Regions from separate parts of the Sus scrofa genome. Here region 1 is linked to region 2. A link is a contact called in public Hi-C data. All regions are on one chromosome and are shown on one strand. The core of a region is the stretch at or near the end of the contact, and the rest is flanking DNA. Distances in the headings are between cores, read along the strand shown.

Region 1 (6,804 bases), core at 2,160-4,659, 210 kb after region 2:
TTTACAGCGATCTATAATGAAGGAGCAAAGTTTTTCCTTCCTTCACCCTGTCCTCTAATCTGTTGGGGATCCTTTATGAAATATAACAAAAATAAATACCATAGTTCATAATACTGTATTTTGTCTTTGAAAGTTACTATGAGAAAAGATCTTAAAAGTTCCCATCACACACACAAAAAATTGTGAGAACAAACCAGAGGTTACCAGTTGGGAATGGGAAGGGGGAAGAGCAAAATAGAGGCATGAGTTTAAGAAATACAAACTACTATGCATAAAGTAAATAAGCAACAAAAATATATTCTATAGCACAGGGAAACATAGCCACTACTTTGTAATAACTTCAAATAGAATATAATCCATAAAATATTGAATCACTGTATTGAATACCTGAAACTAACATAATATTGTACATCGACTGTACTTCAATTAAAAAAATTTAATTGTGGGAGTTCCCATCATGGTGCAGGGGAAACGAATCTGACTAGGAACCATGAGGTTGCAGGTTCAATCCCTGGCCTCTCTTGGTGGGTTAAGAATCCAGCGTTGCTGTAAGCTGTGGTGTAGGTTGCAGACGAGGCTCGGATCTGATATTACTGTGGCTGTGGCATAGGCCTACGGCTATAGCTCCAATTAGACCCCCTAGCCTGGGAACCTCCATATGCCACAGGTGCGGCCCTAAAATGACAAAAAGGCCAAAAAAAAAAGAAAATTTAATCGTAATATATGTGGTAATAGAAGACTTTTGGTAGTGATCATTTCACAATATGTACAGATATTGAATGATTATGTTCTACACTTGAAACTAACATTATATGTCAATTATATCTCAACTAAAAAAACACACATTAAAATTTTTTAAAGAAAAACCTTGATATGCTATATTCGAAGCTGCTATTATATTTGAGATGGGATCTTATGTAGTTATCTAACTTCGTCTTTTACAAATTTAAGTCTCAGCCAATACTAAACAGGCAGTAGGCCCTCAATAAATGTTTTAATTAATGAGTAAAAAGAAAAAAAAGAATTACCAGGAGTTCCCGTCGTGGCGCAGTGGTTAACGAATCCGACTACGAACCATGAGGTTGCGGGTTCAGTCCCTGCCCTTGCTCAGTGGGTTAACGATCTGGCGTTGCCGTGAGCTGTGGTGTAGGTTGCAGACGCGGCTCGGATCCCGCGTTGCTATGGCTCTGGCGTAGGCCGGTGGCTACAGCTCCGATTCAACCCCTAGCCTGGGAACCTCCATATGCCGCGGGAGCGGCCCAAGAAATAGCAACAACAACAACAACAAAAGACAAAAAGACAAAAAAAAAAAAAAAAAAAAAAAAGAATTACCAGATAAATGATAATGTTTGGATATCACAGCAATGTCAGATTGCTCTCAGAGTTTCTAAATTTTTACCCTCACTTGCTATATTTATCTCTTCACAAGCAGTTAACAATATATGGGCCAATGGCCATGCACAGACCATCCTCAATTTCTTACATCCCTCCCTACTCCTGTCTTGCACCTCTGTTCAGGTTGCCCAAGTATCCAAATGCTGAGCTGAGATCAAAATTATGCTTCTGGAGCAACAAAGAACAAAATATTCACTTGAAAAACTAATAGTATTTCTATCACTCTATCTATCTCATCTTGTCAATTTCCCTAAACAACAATCTGGAATCCTGGCTCCACCTCTTAGTATCAAGTGGCTCAAAGCAAGTTAGTTAACCTCTCTGTGCCTCGCTTTTCTCTTCTCTAAAATGAAAATAATAAGATCTTCACAAGGGTGCTTTTGGTAAACGTTTACTTTGATATAATTTCACACCTACAGAAAAGTTGCTGGAATAGTACAAAGAAATCCTATTGTTTGTTATACACATCACACCTTTGTAATATTTTCCCCATTTGTTTATCTTTCTCTGTCCTTCTTTCCCTCCCTAATATTTTTTTTTCTGAAATATTTAAGAGTAACTTTCAGTCACCATGCCCATTGGGTTGTTTTGAGAATTAAAGGAACTAATACATGTGAAATACTGAAAATAATGCCTGGTATACGTAATAAGCCCTTATAAAATATTACCGCTTATGCTTGGTTTCCAAAGACCTTTCCAAATGTTCGATGGGGTTCCACATGGCCACCCCACGTGGAGTCTCTATGATCTAATAGCTATGACTGTGCCCGTCTCAGAGGTTTGTACTTGTTTTCAAGTGTGTTGGATTCGATCAACCTAGAAAGATATTTCCTATGCTATATGTATCTGGCCTTGAACACTGGTATTGAGTGTATCTACTCTAAATTATTGTGTGTTATTAAATCTGAAGAACTCTGGTATAATTTTATTTTTATTATAGTTTATTTACAGTGTTGTGTCAATTTCTGCTGTACAGCACAGTCACTCAGTCACACATATGTACATTCTTTTTCTCATACTGTTCTATCCCAGGAGATTGAGTATAGTTCCTTGGGCTGTACAGTAGGTCCTCATTGCTTATCCAATCTAAATGTAATAGTTTGCATCCATCAGCCCCAAACTCCCAGTCCATCCCACTCCCTCCCCGCTTCCCCTTGGTAACCACAAGTCTGTTCTCCATGTCTGTGACTCTGTTTCTGTTTTGTAGATAGGTTCATTTGTGCCATATTTTAGATTCCACATATAAGTGATATTGTATGGTATTTGTCTTTCTCTTTCTGACTTCATTTAGTATGATAATCTCTAGTTGCATCCATGTTGCTGCTAATGACATTGTTTTGTTCTTTTTTAGGGCTGTGTAATATTCCATTGTGTATATGTGCCACATCTTCTTAATCTGTTCATCTGTTTAGGACATTTAGGTTGTTTCCATGTCTTGGCTATTGTGAGTAGTGCTCCAATGAACAAAGGGGTTCATTTTTTTTTCATTTTTTATAAAACAGCTATATTAGTGTTAATAGAGTATTAAATTGATCAGTGGTGACGATAAGACCAGATCTTCACTCTTCAGGGTCTTTAGGGAGATGAGAGGAACACCGATTTCTAAGAAATTCAAATATGACCCTTAAAACTTCCCTATGCAGCTCAAATGCCTCTTATTTCTCTTATCCACCATGTCTACGCTTCTGATTCAGAAATAAGACTATGACTAGCATAATACCTTGTCTACCCCCAGTGTTGGTTTAACTTTAAACTGAACCAGAACTTTCCTTTCTCACATTCACCTTGGTTCCTTTACTTCCTGATTTCTTGCCTCATCCAGATCCTGCTGTGCTGAATTGAATTAAGTATGGAAAACATACTGATTCAGCTTCATCTCCATGTACCCAGATTCAGCTGCAGAAAAGACTATTCACAGCAATTTTTAAAATCATTCCACATGAGTCATGCACCAGAAAGAAATCAAATCACAGAAGCATCTGGTGTCCAGAAAGACCCACTATTTTCTATGGTCAGAATCTAGAAGCTTCAATGACTTGCCCAGGTGACTCACTACTCTTCATAGGACATTGGAACAAGGTCCATATGTCTTTCAGGCCCTTTTGTTCAGAATTACCATGTGACCAAAACAAATCCTATCACTGTGCCAGCAAGGTCCATGAGTCTTTGACTTTTGTGCCAGACAATGCCTGGGGGGGGGGAAGGGAGGCAAAATAGATGGATATTCTATCCTAAGATGAATTACGTATGTTCAACAAGAGCCAGTTTGGCCTTGCATCACTTTCCCTGGAGATTCTGTGATGGGGGATAAGGGGGATGGGCACATATCTTCACAGCCCACAATGAATGCTCTTTTCCCTTGAAAGCCTGTCATCTATAACACAATTTAATATCTGGTCAAAAATTTTTGCTTGACATATGTGCCTTGCTCCTTGAGTTAACCTATGGAGAGTCAAGACCATGTATGCCCTTGACAGCAGGCTCACAGTGGGCTGCATACATAGTAGATGGGACTATATTTCTTTGGATGACCTGATATAATACAAAATAGGAAAATCAGTCATCCCAGTTGTCAATCATTGGCTTCATCCCCACTGGCAGTCCTGGCTAATAGCAGAAGTGCCTGTCCTTAGCCAAAGCATTCTGCTTTGCTTCTAAAGTAAAACCTCTGCTGCTGTTAGAGATTTGGACATCTGAAGGAGCAACTCCCACTCATATTATTCCTCCAAACACCTAGTCTACACATTTTTCTACCAGGACCCACACTCTTCCCAAAGAATTCACAGAGTTTTACAAAGATGAGGAGGTAACCAATGCTCACCTGGTTCATTAAAAAGTCTAAGTTATGGTTTCTCCAAAAGTTACAGGTAGAGTTAACCATACACATAGCAATTTCTCCCCTAGGTATATACCCAAGAAGATTGAAAACATATGTCAACACAAAAAACTTGCACATGGATATCCATAACAACATTATCTGTTAAGAGCCTAAAGAGTAGAAATAACCCAAATTTCCATCAACTGATGAATGAGTGGTATATCCATACACTAGAATATTATTTGGCCACGAAAAAATTAAGTACTGATATATACTACAACATAAATGAGCCTCAAAAATATTAAAGTGAAATCCAGACAAAGGACCACATATATTGTATGATTCCATTTATAAGAAGCGTCTGAAATAGGCAAATCCATAGAGACAAGAGTAGATTAGAGGATACCAGAAGCTGAAGTAGGGAATGACTGCTGAGTACAGTTTCCTTTGGGGATGATGCAAACATCCTGTAACTAGTTAGTAGTGATGGTTGCACACATCAGAATGTACTAAAAACCACCAATCTGTATGTTTTTAATGGATGACATGAATCACACATGCATTTAAAAACTGATTAAAGAATGTAACAGGACACAAAAATTAAATAAGAAAAAGTGTGAGTCAAAGTAAATCCTAGGTCCCAGGCTGGCCTGTTGACTTTATAATCACTGCAACAAAACGTGCCTTCCCTTCTCTTTCACTGAGATTGGTAGCTGCCAACACAGGCATTTCTAAAGTATGTTATATGCCCTGAAGCTCCATTCAATGTCCAGCCAGATCAGGACTGTCACCCAGGCTGCTGGGCCTCCTCTCAAATGGGTTTTGACTTGGCCCCACATCTTAAGGCAGTGTGAGCCTCAGGGCTCTGGCTTCTCCATTTCCTCATTGCCAGTGATTGTTTCTGTCAAAAATAATCATCTGTCTTTCATTGCAGTACAGATGATACCCAAATGTTACCCTCGTCCATCAAACTGTCAAGTTAATTGTTTATAAAACATCCGGAACTGGTTGTCACAGAACATCAGCAAACTCAGTCCAAGTAAAATAGACCCCTGAGGTTGGATGCAGCCCTGGGTGAGGGGAGAGTCTCACTGACATTTCCTTCACAGACACCTTTCTTAAACTAACAATTGTCAGAAACCTAGGGGTGCTGCTGCTATCCTGGGACGCTGAAATTGCTCTCAAGGAATTTAGTTTTCCTGTTACTAGAATGTTTCTTGATAATTTGGAAGCTGCCTCCAATACTAAGAGACTCTGGGACTTGGGCTTTAAATCCCTGCCATGGTCCAGTGCTCAGATGGGTGCTGCAGGGATTCCCTGCCTCTGCTGAACCACCCCATCAGTTAACTACTTGTACTCGAGTGGTGCTTGAAATTCCCTGAGCACTTTCACACAGATTTCCTTTGAGCCTCAATCTCCCTGTGATGGAACAGAGCTAGAGTTATTTTTAGTTTTCATCCAGGGAGAAGTACACTTACTCACTATCACTGGAGTTGCTGGAAGCAGAGCACAGACCTCTACACTCTCAGCTCATACTGTTCCCAGAGCACAGAGAGGACAAAGGGTTTAACTTGGGTCAGGAGACAAGTCTTCCCCAGCAGTCTTCTCTTCCAGCTTCTAGCACTTGTCTATTCCTCTGCTCAGCATCCCCAATCCATTCCTCAGCCAGTTTTTCTAGCATTTTCCCATCTAAAACTTATTATTTTTCATTTTGAGTTGTCTCTTTCATCTAGACACCTGGGCCATTATTCATTTAAACATGACTGGTTAAGCTTCTACTAAGCATCAAATGCTGTGCTACGCAGTATAGAAAAATAAATGTCACCCACGCTAAGAGCATCCAAGCCTGGTGGTCTCCAGCTCTAGGGATTTCTGACTCCAGATTGCAGGCCCTTTGTATCTCCGGATTTTGTGGAACTTTTAGGTCTGTCTTCTGCCATGTGTCAACTCCACAAATTGATCTCTCTCTGACCTATATTCTCAGGGCTCCAAAGAGAACTATATTCTCAGATAAGTCTCACCTGAGAGAGCAAGGAAATCTGATCAAGTATCAATAACATACAGCACACATAAATATGCAAAATATATATAATACACATGCGTTCACTCTAGTAAGGGAGGGACCCTGCGCTCAGTCACTTACAGAGTGACTACTATCTAATATGGCCATAGAGCTGGGGCTGAGCAAGATGCTCACAATAACTGCTGCTCTGATTAAAAAATCAATATCCACTTGTCAGTGTCTTTCCAAAGCCAATATTTCTCAGTGAATGTTTCCAACTTTAAAGAGAGATGTCTGCTTTTGTAACACAATAATCCATGGTTCGGTCAAAGCTGAGTGTGCTTTGCTACCTTTCCATTCACAGAAAACCATCAATGCTTTGCTTCCCAATGTCTATAACACAAGTAGGACCTGTTAAAATATAGTTTTCAAAAAGGTAGAATCAAGACTCGGGAAAATGTAAAAATTACACTTGTCAAATATTCTGTTTAGCTCATTAACTCATGAGGTAAATGGTAAAACATTAGAACTGATCCAAAAAACATTTGAGAAGCTCAGTATATACAAAAACCAGCTATCTTACAGGGTG
Region 2 (6,953 bases), core at 1,470-3,969:
ACTTTTATGTCTCTGTTTACTTTGTGTGTTTCATGAGTGGCTCATGCCTTTAAAGGAAATGCACCAACCTCGGCCTGTCATTACTGCCCTTTGCTGGCCACCGGCTGCGCTCACCCTGCTCCTGGGATGGGTGAGCCTGGGCTTTTAATTTGCTGTGACAGGAGATAATTGTTGCTTGAGTTTCCACCTCTGAAAATAAACTAGGGTGGTGCTTCCCGACCAGGAATCCACAGAGGCAAGCTCACCCCTGGGGCCTGTGCCAGAGGAGGCTTAGCCAGGGCTGCAATGGCTGATCTCAGTGTCCCTCATCCCCTTTCCTTTTCTGGATTTCAAAACATACAATTAGTGTTTTCTTTAAGAACTCAAGATGGCAAAGTTTAGAAAGTTCCGGAGACTTTCTGACAATGTATGCAAGAATTCGAGAGGTGGGATTCTGTGAAATCTCAGGCTCTGGGGACATAACCCCAGCACTAAGGCCTAATCCCCAGTTTCTGCTCCCTCAAGTTCAAGCACATCATAGCCAGACCACCAGGGCTACACTCCATGCTTCTTCTTTTTCAAAATACAAGATCATGCATAGAAATATCTATACTAAGTCCACCAATCCACACACTGGAATTACAAGCCAGGTCATGGGTTTTTGCATAAGAGGCAAGACCTTCTCACCTATAAAATGAAGTAGCTGGAGAGGACATTCTAAGGTTCCTTCCAGCACAGGGATCCACTGATCTTGGACTCCATTCCCCAGCTTGTCTCACCACAACTGACTTGTACAAGGTATTGTGAAGCCTGAGTGTGTCGTTCAAGTTCAGATGGTTTAAAGATGTCTAGGAATTGTATATTTCAGCTGTGACTTAGAACTAAGATAATACAGAAAGAGAACCAAAGGCAGGGAAGCTCAAGAGTGGCTGAAAGGAATGAATCCATAAGGACCCTGCCCCACATGCCCGGGGGTCCTGTAGAAGATCCTCCTTTGCCCCAAGTTTCTGTTCAAATCTTGTCCTTCTATTCATTAGCTGTGTGACCTTGGGAAAGTTACTTAACCTTTCTTAGTATCTCCATCTAGAACATGGGAAAGATAATAGACCCTCCTCACTGAGCTGTCCTGAGGTTTAAGATAGATCTTGAAAGTGCGGTGGTCATTTGAGCACCTGACTAACAATGCTTACTCCCTCCTTTGTGGCACATGGAAGACTGCATTTCCCTAGTCCCTTGAAGTTGGATTTTTCCATGGGACTTGCTTTGGCCAATGAATTAAGAGCAGAAGTACTCTGTGTTGTTCTATGCAGAAGCGTTTACTAGCCAGTGTAAGACACTGCTGTGCTCCCTTCTTGCATGGCAACCAGGAATGCCATAGATGGAGCAGGTGGAAGCTCTTTTATTCCAGGTTGAAGTATGAAGAAATATGGAGCAGAGATCCCCGGCCAACCTGCATGGGACATTCATAAGATTGAGAAGTAAAGGTATTGTTTGCTATTGAGATTTGGGGGTTGTTTGTTAACAAAGCATAAACTAGCCTACCCTAACTGTAACAATATATGAAGCAACTACTATAGCCCTAAGAATGTAGCAACCTCGTAATAGATAATAGTTCCTATCTTGATTTTTTCAGCAAAGGCCAGGATTACTACCTCTGGAAGCAACCACACAGAATCTAACACAGTTCTGAGCAAATGCTTGTGCACACTTTCATAGTGACAGAAGATGAATTCAAAGTCACTGAGGCTATCAGAAGCCAGGGAAACACTGTGCCCAAGAAAAGGGAAGCCCTTTCCAGCAACTGGAGAGGGAGGACCACTATTTGCCACAGGTGTAGAGTCAAGTCATTATGTACTTTGTTTTTCACCAGCCACAAAGCAAGTAGCAAAAAACTGGTTTCTGTCTCCACGTCAATGAAATTATTTCTGCGGCATAAGCTTAACACATTCTCTGCTCAGAGTAACAGGTAGCAGATGCTGGGGACTTGATCCCAATATTTGGTATTGATTACTTAGTGCAGACACCAAAATCTTTGTTCATATCAACACATGGCATAGGAGTATTTTTCCTATTAAACTCAGTAAGGTATAAAAACATAGGAAACTCATTACACTAGAGTTAAAGGGATCCACAGTTAAAGAAGCTGCTTGTTCTTTCCCAAGGAGTCTCTGGTGACAAAAGTATAAAAGAGGCAGTGCAGGTAAAAGTTATGAGCATTATCTTGGGTGCCCATGAGACACCGGTTTGCATCCCAATTCCTTCACTTAACTGTAAGATGGCAAGAACTTAGAACATACAATGGCCGGGTTGAAAATTTTTCACATTTCTATTATTACTTTGGTCATTTATTCATTCAAAAAATATTTGCTTCAAATTTTCTCTGTGCCATGACTTCACTTCATCTTCCCAGCAGCTCTATGAGGTTGATAGCATTGTTCTCATTTATAAGTGATTAAATTCAGGCACAGAGATAATAAAAATCTCAAGACAATGTGGCTGATTAAGTTAGAGAGTTGGACTTTAAACCCAGATCTTAAATAGAGAAGTCTCAAAAAGTCTCTCATACTCTGTAGAGAGTGGATCTTGTGAGTGAATTCCAAATCTACACAGCTCCCAGAAAAGAAGAGTTCTTCTAGTGCCACCTAACTTACTCAGAAACCCAGTGAGTTTGAACTGATATTTAATATAGAAAGGTATGCTGACAAGGAGTGAGTCATCTCCTGAGCACAAATACCATCTGTGCAGGGAGTGTGTGGTTAAATAGGGAAAATGACTCCCCTGGAGGCCATCCAGACCCAACATGGCAGCTGAGGACAAGCATCCCTTATTTTTTGGCCCAAGAAGTCTCCAGAAGAAGGATGCTGATCTGGATCTCGAAACCAATCCTTGAGCACAAGTTTAAAGCTTATCCAGTAAGTTAAACACAATCTCAGGCATCTTACCTTCTGGTGAAGGCGCTCTGGTGACTGCTGGAAGTCCTGACTATTCCAGGAACAAGTGGGTACATTCTCTGGCCAAGCTCTAGGAGGAAGGGAGCTTGCTTCTCAGCCACTCTGCTGCAGCACCACAGATGCCGTGTCACCAGAAAAATGTGAAGACTGCCCTCCCCAAATCTCATAAGACCCTCATCAGTGGGGCTCCTTCAGCCTGTGACTTAGTCTGTGATTCCTGTGGAGAGAGCAGAGCCAAGAGTAAGCCCCTTTTCTCGGCCTCCCTCAAGTCCACCTGCCTAAGCAAAACCTCATTCTTCATCCAAACAAAAGGGCCTATGCACATCAATTATTTCCAATAATACCTGGGGCTGGGGAAATGGTTCTCCTCAGGGTGGCTCCATAATGCATCATCCAAGCCAGAAACGCTGAAGGTGTAAATGCAGGCAAGGTGGGACTCCAAAATGATAGGCATAAAGCAGGACTGTCCCAAGAAGACTGGGGCCTGTGTCCACACGTGTTCCCCATCAAACCTGTCTCTGCTGGCCCCACTGCAAATTCTGTGGACTCAACACTTGACTGGTGCTGTGTTTACATTTATTGGCCAAAAGGTGCAAAAGAGAATCATGGGGAAATTTCAGCTGCCTGCCTAGAAATATAAGACAAGTATCAGCAATTTAAATGAAGAAGTGGGTTTAGGGGTTTGAACTTCTATCAAATCAAGCCAACCACCCTGGAAGCCAGAGGCCCCAGTTTAGGAGATAGGTGCTCATAGCCTGGTTGGTGGCATTTCAGGGGCAGAAAGAGGAAACCTCTCAATCTGGGATGCTTGTCCTCATTTGTGCTGATTTGCTGCTGCCAACTAAAGGGATCTTAGTTAAAGCTAGAATCACTTGTTTCTTCCTGATGCCTTGAACAAGATTTCCCCCTAGACTGGAGGGTTAGTACAATGTAAACAGTTGTCTCTAGGCTGGCACAGCCACCTTTCCCTTGTGCAACTAGGTTTTCTCTGAAAAGACAGCTATTTAAAGCCCAGCCAACACTTACTGATTTTATTGTGCTGTATCCATGGTGAAATCACAGTCACCAGTTTGAATAGGCTAATCAAGACCCATGAATTGCTGTCTGCAGGAATAGCCACTTTTCCAGAGATCAAAGCCATGTGGCTGGGGAGACAGACTTTTAGCTGCATTTCTTGAATCTTTTTCTGATCAAAGTGATTTATTACTTGAATGTCATAATCAGCTCAGGGTCTTTTTATTTCCATGTTTGGTACCAGACTCCTGAGTATTGGATGATTTAGCGGTTTCAGTCTATTAACCCTTTATAAGGCTTAATCTGTCTTATAAACATTCCTACGGTTTAAAAAAAAAAATCACTATGAACATCTATGAAATGGGAGGAGTTAAGATTTCAAAAATCCCAGCCTCACCTTCTTGTAACCTAAGGATAGACAGCAAGGAGGAGGTAAGGAGGAACCGCCATAGCCAGGCCCTGATGCAATGGTGCCCAGTGAGATGCAGTTTCATACTACATGTGATGGGATGAACCACAGGGAGGCTTCGGCACAACTTCTCGGGTAAGGGGGAGGAGGTTCTGGGGCACTGGCTCCTGTCCCTGGAGGCTCCGCCACCTAGGTACGAGGAGGAGACCCATGGGACTCCCACAGACAGAGAATGTCCAGGGCAAGGCCCAGGTGTCAGGGCTCTTGCAATCTCCTTGCTAACCTCAGAGAATGAACCACAGGGTCTAAGCATTTGGATCTCCTTCTGGGCTGCTTCTGCCAGAAGTGTCTGCTCTGAGTCTGCCTCAGACTCAGACCCAGGCAAGCCGGGCACTAGGGTGGGGTAGAGTATGTGTGCAGCAGCTTGTTGGAGGAGCAGGTGCAGAGCAGCTTTCTTGGTTGCTATGATCATAGGCCCCTGGGAGCTCCCTGGTGTTTCTGCCCATATCCAACAGCCACCCTTCAATTTCCTGGATACCACTTGAACCCTTGCACTGAGGATGCCTTCCTTGACCTTTGCCCTACCACCTGATGTCCCAGGGCCTGATCCGGCTTTCCTGCCCTCATCATGTTAGTGCCTTTCCTAGAGGGCATATTCAGCATCTGGGCTGCCAGGCCACCAGGTGGGTTCCAAAGCGACTGGCTGACACCCAGGACTGGCTCAAGAAATGTTTGGTAGGCATAATGAATGAAACACATGATGAAATTGTAGCTCTGCTTCCCCCTTGGAGGGGGCAGCATCGGCATCCCCTTGACTCAGACTGGGAGGGAGAGAAGTGGTCTGACACTTACCAACCAGTCTGCTCTGAAGACTCTGGGAGGAGAGGTCAGAATCAAGGGCGCAATAGGAGGCTCCTGGCTCTGGACACTTTCGCCAGAGCTGCTGTCAGAGGCTCATGGCGAGGCACTCTTGTGAGGATGAGGGAGAAAGAAGCATTTCCTCCAAAGCCTGGCTAAGTGCAAGCAACTTCAGCGTTTCTCCATCCAGAGCCTGGACCACAGTGAGGACGTAGAGAGCATACTGACTGCTTCCCTGACTCTTAGGGCTCCCAAACTCATCGTCTCTGATGGGATGATCCTTTTGACTAAGTGATCCCTGCCACTATCACTTTGGTTCAAAAGGAAAGGGGCTTGCACATATCCAGACCTCATCCGTTAGAATGAATTTGTTGCATCCACAATGTCACAAGATATAATTAGTTGTACCCCAGACTCCTGCCAATAAGCCTGGTCAGTCCCCCTTAAAGAGAGAACTTCATAAAAGCTACAGGTGGACGGGAGATGTGTTATAACAGGTGTCTTCTGAATCCTCCAGAAAATGTTATAACCAGACTGAGTGTATAGATAAGTGCCAGAGATAGAAAATAAATCTGCCTGGCGTCACAGTCCGTCATAGGGCTGCAATACAGTAACTCTTCTAAAAGTTAATTCCCAAAACAAGCAGTCCCGCAGAGTGCCTGGCAACAGCAGGGGCTTGGGAAATATTATTGATGGACCGACCCGGCTCTGTCCTCAGCAGCCCAGGTACCTGGTGGTGCAGTGCCATCTTCCCAGAGGCCAAGGTGAATCCCAGCCATGAATCTAATCCACCCAGGTGACCTCTACGTCAGACGTCCATGGCCCGTGTGGGCCAGAAGAGAAGCCATGAGTGGTCACATAACTGTGTTTGCTGTTCAAAAGAGCAAACCCTGGACACTAGCTCAGAAGCTATTCTTTCCCTGTGGACGAGTGGCTCTACATCAGGAAAGAAGCCTCTTCTTTGTCCAGAGGATTCATAGTAAGCTGCCTCTTAGGGAGATTATATTGCAGAAACTCAAAAATGGTCTCCAGCCTCCCCCAAGGGTTGAGTCTAACCCCAAAGTATGTCTCAGAAGAGGCTTCTTTTTTTTTTTCGTTTTTTCTTTTTTCCCACTGTACAGCATGGGGATCAAGTTATTCTTACATGTATACATTTTTTTCCCCCACCCTTCGTTCTGTTGCAATATGAGTATCTAGACATAGTTCTCAATGCTACTCAGCAGGATCTCCTTGTAAATCTATTCTAAGTTGTATCTGATAACCCCAAGCTCCTGATCCCTCCCAAGCCCTCCCTCTCCCATCGGGCAGCCACAAATCTATTCTCCAAGTCCCTGATTTTCTTTTCTGTGGAAAGGATCATTTGTGCTGGGTATTAGATTCCAGTTATAAGTGAAATCATATGGTATTTGTCTTTGTCTTTCTGACTTGTTTCACTCAGTATGAGAATCTCTAGTTCCATCCATGTTGCTGCAAATGGCATTATGTCATTCTTTTTTATGACTGAGTAGTATTCCATTGTGTATATATACCACATCTTCCGAAGCCAATCATCTGTCGATGGACATTTGGGTTGTTTCCATGTCCTGGCTATTGTGAATAGTGCTGCAATGAATATGCGGGTGCATGTGTCTCTTTTAAGTAGAGTTTTGTCTGGATATATGCCCAAGAGTGGGATTGCGGGGTCATATGGAAGTTCTATGTATAGATTTCTAAGGTATCTCCAAACTGTTCTCCATAGTGGC

The links. Hi-C and Micro-C count contacts between places; a contact is called where the count stands out from the background.
Region 1: a Hi-C map of fibroblasts shows a contact between it and region 2, with 2.4 times the contacts expected there. The contact joins two enhancer-like sites. A contact is called at or near these places in 1 of 47 Hi-C or Micro-C datasets (fibroblasts) and 1 of 2 datasets of contacts at active chromatin or transcription factors (alveolar macrophages).

The regions. Positions count from the first base shown.
Region 1 is chr3:102,625,937-102,632,740 of Sscrofa11.1, forward strand. No RefSeq gene overlaps it. Among named protein-coding and RNA genes, the nearest start is that of CDC42EP3, 90 kb to the left of the region's middle. Within about 2 kb of position 3,410, at least 3 of the 83 cell types and tissues checked have an H3K27ac peak or open chromatin away from gene starts, as enhancers often do.
Region 2 is chr3:102,420,887-102,427,839 of Sscrofa11.1, forward strand. No RefSeq gene overlaps it. Among named protein-coding and RNA genes, the nearest start is that of CDC42EP3, 110 kb to the right of the region's middle. Within about 2 kb of position 2,720, at least 13 of the 83 cell types and tissues checked have an H3K27ac peak or open chromatin away from gene starts, as enhancers often do.